Regions from separate parts of the Triticum aestivum genome. Here region 2 is linked to region 1. The links are chromatin contacts, called in public Hi-C maps. All regions are on one chromosome and are shown on one strand. Each heading gives the region's core, a stretch centred on a gene start, on an enhancer-like site or on the middle of the called end of the contact. The rest is flanking DNA. Distances are from core to core; before and after follow the strand shown. Region 1 holds the start of LOC123136528 (BRAP2 RING ZnF UBP domain-containing protein 2). Region 2 holds the start of LOC123136529 (homeobox protein knotted-1-like 2).

Region 1 (3,212 bases), core at 446-2,945:
GGAGTAACACCTCTATATCATGAGTTGAACATAAAAGGTGTGGTGGATAGTTTACATGTAACAGTTGTAAAGATGCATATGACACCCAATGCCAAAGTGCTTAAAACTATATGGCAACAGGCCGACAGCATAGCATAGGCAAGAGATCATCTTGCCTTCTTAACCTCATATACTTGCATTTTAAATGTATATGCATGAGAATCACAAAATTGAACATCCGGGGTTAACAGCAGTTACAAGACACAAACAAGCTAAAATAATGCATATCAGCACAGATCAAATTGGGTTTAAATATTCAACAGCGCTAGCATTAGGTGAAAACTTAACGTGACTTAAGTTTATTAGAGGAATAGAGATGGCAAAGATACATGCTTCAAAATCAGGCTTCACTTATGTGACATAGATTTATTTTATGGTCCATGACGTGGTTTACATCCTAACATCAGCACACTGCAATCATGTATCCTTCTCATATTAGGTGAATTATGACATAATTCAGAAACATGGTTAGGCAAACATTCTAATCATTTTAAAAGAACTAAAACTGCACAAAATTATTTCAGACAACAAACAAAATGTGGTATTCCAATTTCCTAATACATAGCTAGATTAATTCAAAACATCCACATACCTAGACACACTGGGCAGGTAGGCTGCTCAGCTGAGCTCGTAATCGAGCTATGCGCATGCTCGATCAATTGAGTGTAGTGCACGTCTTCCACAAAACGTACATGAGAAACATCACCCTGCAAACACATCAATCTCCAATTAATCACGATGGCACACATTTAATCACAGCAGCAGAAAAAACAATTATATATTCAACAGAATGAAAAGAAACCAGCACCTCCAGTGATGAGAACTGCTTTCCATTGAAGTGCTTGTAGAAGCTATCGGTGGAGCTCAGAGTGTCAAACTTTATGAGAACGCTATACTGGTCCTCCGCTCCATCAATCCTACATTATGAGCTCCAATTAATACTCCAAATCGGCGCTTGCATCAAAGTAGCTCAAGCCCCATCAGAGGCAATGTTGGCCAGTTTTGAGGGTAAAAGTCTAATACAGCACAACAAATGATGGGATCGAGGAAACTGAACCTATCAGAAGTTCAGAACCACTCGGATTGGACCAAGCTAGGCGATTGAGGCCTTGGGCCAACGCAACTGCGCGAAGGCAGGCAGTGGTGAACAAGCGAGGTACCTGACGATGCGCATCTCGAGCATGTGGGGGACGAAGGAGCCGCAGAAGCGGCAGAAGTCCGCGTAGGTCATGTGGTTGGGCACCGAAGGCACGAACACCTGCGGCTTCCTCTCTGCCTACAAACACGCCGTGCGAGCGAGCGTTAGAGGTGACAACGCGCAATACACGAACAGCCAAAAATACAAAACCCTAGAACAGGGATGGCTTACCGGAAGATGAGATGACGAGGCGGCGGCGGCAGCGGCGGGTGGGTCGGGGTGGAGGAGGACGACGCCGCGGGTCTCCTCGATGCGGGGGTTCCCGGAGGAGAAGGGGACCGACTCGAGCGCGCGCGTGGACGAGGAGGGAGACGCGGAAGGGGGGAGGGAGGCGGGATCGCCGGCGTTCGCCATGGCCGGAGAGGATCAGAAGCCTAGGGCAACGACGAGGAAGAAGGGGTTATTCGGAAAAGTTCCTGGCTCAACTGCTCCCAAGTCCTCCCCCTACTCGACCAGGTGGGGCCAACCTGGCAGTTAGATAAAGCGATGGCGTGCATGATTTAGTTTACCAATCGCGCGAGAATTCTCATTCTCAAAAAAAAAAAAAATCGAAGTAGAACGGTGAAAAAAATGTGGAGGACGGGGAGGCCGACCGAGCTGATGCGGGGGAGGGGAGGCAGCGCCGGGAGGGCCTCCGCTGGCCCGGCGGCGGACCTTGGCGTCGGGGGAGCGGCTAGAATCGAGTTCTTTCCGGCTTCGGCTGTTGTCTCACCTGTGTAAGTCAAAGCCGCAGAGAACAGGGCCAGTATTTTCCAAGTAGAAATGCACATCGCCTCTATAAAAAAGAAGTTCATAATCCACTGCGCCTGTTGCTCGGGCCTCGCGTGCATCTTGCGGTTGCTTCGGGTTGTGGCGGAAAGGTTGGGAAGGTCGGCATTTACGTTACTGACACTGGATAGTTGGTTGCCCGCCAAGTGGTCGACGTAATGCTGTTCGCGTTACAGCGCAGCGCAGCGCAGCTATCCAGGGTTTGGCGCCCATGCGATCAACAGATGGTGGAGTGCTCAGTGTTAAGTTTTGTTAGGTATGAGGTGCTGGACTCTGTTCATGAACTTACGATGCCTGTTAGTGTGGCCGATGAGTGAAATGTGTGTGGGCTCTCAGAATTCAGAGGATGAGCCTAGTTCTGAGTTTACCCGGCCATGGCAATAAGGCACGGTGGAACCTTATGCTGGTTGCAGTGGATAAGAATGAACCGATGGCATGTTGTTTTTTGGGGGTGCAGACATGATTTCAGTTGACAGATATGGACTTACTACTCACTTGTCGTGTTTCCTGGAGAATTCACTTAGAACATACTCTGTCATCATCTTCTATATTGGCTTATTTTGTCACTGTCAGGATGTGGATTTAGTTTCCGATGCATATATCCCCTTCGGGCTAACTTGGATACACCATAGTCCAATTTGACCTTTTGGATTGGAAGGGATTTTAGTTCAATTTCACTGTTTGTTCGATGGGATTGAGAGATCCAATCAGCTTAAAGTGTACCCAAACAGGCCACAGGATTCACAGTACTATTGTGCAACTTTACACGATGGCATAAATATTGGAAGCCAAATCTTTGATGGAATCTATGGCTGGTTTGTCATGGGCAAGCTTTGGTTAAATCAGTTCCTTGTTCGCTTGGCGTCATGTGTCAACCTGGCTAGCAACTCAGGCATGAAATTCAGGCGTTCAGAGTACAGTAAGCTTGTCCATGGGCAAAAGCATGTCTGTTCACCCATTATGGGATAGGTAAATTTTCACTTTTTTCCTACTGTTTATATTCTGTGTTAGCTAAAATGTTAAATTATATACTATTCTTCTCTGGTTTAATTTTATCCTGTAGATAGTACATTGACCACTTATGTCCACATATACAGTTAAACTGATGTGGAATTAAAAGATGTGTGCTTATATTGTAGTCTTGGTTGCTTACCGAGCAAGGTACAGAGGCTTATCATGCTCTCAATATTGATGCATCAAAGCAATA
Region 2 (3,212 bases), core at 365-2,864, 360 kb before region 1:
TCCCTGCTTGCCTAATGAAACCTGCTCGTCCTCCACTCACAGCGATTGGTGGTGCGGTTGGGTTACCCACGCCCGTATTAAAGAGAATCCCGCGATAAGGGGGGACGATCTCTGCTTCGATAAGACATGCCAAGGAAACCGCCTCGCAACATGCGCAGTAGCTGGTTGTAAACAACAGTTCGAATAATGGTCGGGCCGTGGCGTGATGTCTTGCTACGAAGAATTGTCAGCAGATTAGATTTGTGGATTATTGTTCTCTCTACGGTGGTACGTGAAAATTGTCTTGCAGAGCCGAACACGACTCAAGTGTTCGAAGATTATTTTGGAGTATTCGGAGATGGAACCCGCCTTGCAATGCCGAAGACAATCTGCGCGCCGGACTCATCGTCATTGAAGCCTGGTTCAGGGGCTACTGAGGGAGTCCTGGATAAGGGGGTATCCGGACAACCGGACTATATGCTTTGGCCGGACTGTTGGACTATGAAGATACAAGATTGAAGACTTCGTCCCGTGTCCGGATGAGACTCTCCTTTGTGTGGAAGGCAAGCTTGGCGATTCGGATGATAGATCTCCTTCTTTGTAACCGACTCTGTGTAACCCTAGCCCCCTCCGGTGTTTATATAAACCGGAGGGTTTAGTCCGTAGGACGAACAACACAATCATAATCATAGGCTAGCTTCTAGGGTTTAGTCTCTACGATCTCGTGGTAGATCAACTCTTGTAATACTCATATCATCAAAATCAATCAAGCAGGAAGTAGGGTATTACCTCCATCGAGAGGGCCCGAACCTGGGTAAACATCGTGTCCCCAGTCTCCGGTTACCATTAGCTTGAGACGCACAGTTCGGGACCCCCTACCCGAGATCCGCCGATTTTGACACCGACAACAGCCTCCTCTCTTCCCCATCCTTCTCATCTGAAAATCGTCAGAAATACACATGATTCGTTAGACACGAGCCACCGCACCTCGCCAACTCCCCCGCTCTCTTCCGCATCAGAGAGAGAAGAGGAAGGGACCGGAGCACGCACTTGAGAGAAAAATAATAATAGGATTGAGGTGGGATGCAGTGGGTGGTTCAGACGTGGAACACTTTAAATGAGAGCCAGAGAGTATGGAGTGAAAAGCTAGGACATCGAACTATCTCAAAATGTGACGTTGCCACCCTCTTGGTCAATATTCGTGCGAACAATCCAACGGTTATTACAACATTCATCCCAAAATACTTAAAATGTGACGTTAGATTTTTCTTGATTACGAAACTACTACTCCCTCCGTTCGGAATTACTTGACACAAAAATGAATAAAAATAAATGTATCTACAACTAAAATACATTTAGATACATTATTTTTTGAACGAGTAATTCTGAATGGAGGAAGTACATAAATACGGGTTCTAACACTTTTAATTGATTTTTTAATTGTAATTTGGTCTCCACGCCGGCCAGCAGCTGTATCTCCTCGTCGGTATCGACGCCGTAGGGTGCACGTCTCTGCAGTCCACACCTCACATATTTTGACGAGCTCGTCGTCCCGCTCGCTCGCTCGCTCGCGGACAGTCGTCAGCCGCGACAAGGACGCCAACCCACCCTGCCATCCGTCATCCACTCCGCCCGTCCCTCCCATCCCCACCAACCAAAACCCACAACCGCCGAGGTCGTTGCGCCTCCCCTCCCCCCCCCGAGCGCCTCCGCCCCCGTCCCCGTCCCCGCCTGCCTCCCTCCCCCTCTCCACCTGACGACGCGGCGACGGAGAGCTCGATGTCGTTCCACTACCCGGACCACGGGCTCGCGATGGACGCGGCGGCGGCCGCCGCGGCCGCTGCCTCGTCGCCAAACCCTAGCTTCTCTCCCGGCGGCGGCGGCGGGGAGAGGGAGAAGGCGGCCATCGCGGCGCACCCGCTGTACGAGCGGCTCCTGGAGGCCCACGTCGCCTGCCTCCGCGTCGCCACCCCCGTCGACCAGCTCCCCCGCATCGACGCGCAGATCGCGGCCCGCCCGCCCCCCCTCGCCGCCGCCGCCGCCGCCGCGGGCGGGCCCTCCGGAGGCGAGGAGCTCGACCTCTTCATGGTATCTATGGCTTTCACGCCCCTGCCTATTTTTTCCTGCGTTGCCACTGGGTGCCGTACATGTATTCTGTATATGTTTCGTGTGAACAATTGGAATTCGGAATAGGGAGAAATTGGGATAAAATTTGCATAGGTTTTGATTAGGGCCAGTGATGGATTTCTGATGTGCTCCTTATGGTGAATTGGAGGGTCGATCTGACTAGTGGTTGCTGGTTATTGTAACAACGCTGCTGCAATAGCCTTATCAATTTGTTTGTATGAATGAGAAATGAAACCAAAGCAGATACAGTATATATCCTACGCTGAGGTTCATCCATATAGTGGCACCATACTTGTTGAAGTACTCCCTCCATTCCTAAATATAAGTCTTTCTAGAGATCTCAATATGAACTACATATGGATGTATATACTCCCTCCGTTCGGAATTACTTGTCTCGAAAATTGATGTATCTAAAACTAAAATACGTCTAGATACATCCATTTCTGCGACAAGTAATTCCGAACGGAGGGAGTAGATATATTTTGGAGTGTAGATTCACTCATTTTGCTCCGTATGTAGTCCATATTGGAATCTCTAAAAAACCTATATTTAGGAATAGAGGGAGTAGTATAGATACGCCATGGGTCATTGGCGGGCCTTTTTGTGGTATTAACAGCTTATTTGTCAGACCTGAAATGTCATACTAGTAGACCTGCTCGCCTGTATGAATTGCCCATTTCTGTCTTTACTTCAATCTTATTTAGTAGTGCCCTTACTTCTACTGATCATCTAAAATGCTTTTATGTCGCATGACTAGAATTTCCTTTACTTTTCTGAAACTTGTATATCTTCTAAGAAATGAATATGTTGCTTACATCTAGCACAATATTCTTTTTCTGTGTACAATCCTTCTTATGGGTTCTAATTATTCTTCATTGGATTGCAGACACATTATGTATTGCTTCTCTGTTCATTTAAAGAACAACTCCAGCAGCATGTGCGTGTTCATGCAATGGAAGCAGTGATGGGTTGTTGGGAGCTTGAACAATCCTTACAAAGTCTAACAGGTAAATGAAAGCTTTTATCTGTGTATATTGCTTGAGCAGAGTGGCAAGTATATAGTATGTAGTTATTTATAATGTGGAAACCAAAAAGGGTGGTAGTTG

What was found. A called contact is a pair of places that touch in the nucleus more often than the background predicts.
Region 2: a contact with region 1 is called in a Hi-C map of leaf, with 6 times the contacts expected there. The contact joins the promoter of LOC123136529 here to the promoter of LOC123136528 in region 1. A contact is called at or near these places in 2 of 5 Hi-C or Micro-C datasets (both in leaf).

What each region holds. Positions count from the first base shown.
Region 1 is chr6B:194,006,490-194,009,701 of IWGSC CS RefSeq v2.1, reverse strand. It overlaps LOC123136528 (BRAP2 RING ZnF UBP domain-containing protein 2), which reads right to left and starts at 1,695. Exons shown (of 12, transcript XM_044555927.1): 1 at 1,409-1,695; 2 at 1,200-1,315; 3 at 848-956; 4 at 632-746. The coding sequence starts at 1,591.
Region 2 is chr6B:194,361,815-194,365,026 of IWGSC CS RefSeq v2.1, reverse strand. LOC123136529 (homeobox protein knotted-1-like 2) reads left to right here and starts at 1,614. Exons shown (of 6, transcript XM_044555929.1): 1 at 1,614-2,067; 2 at 2,993-3,113. The coding sequence starts at 1,759.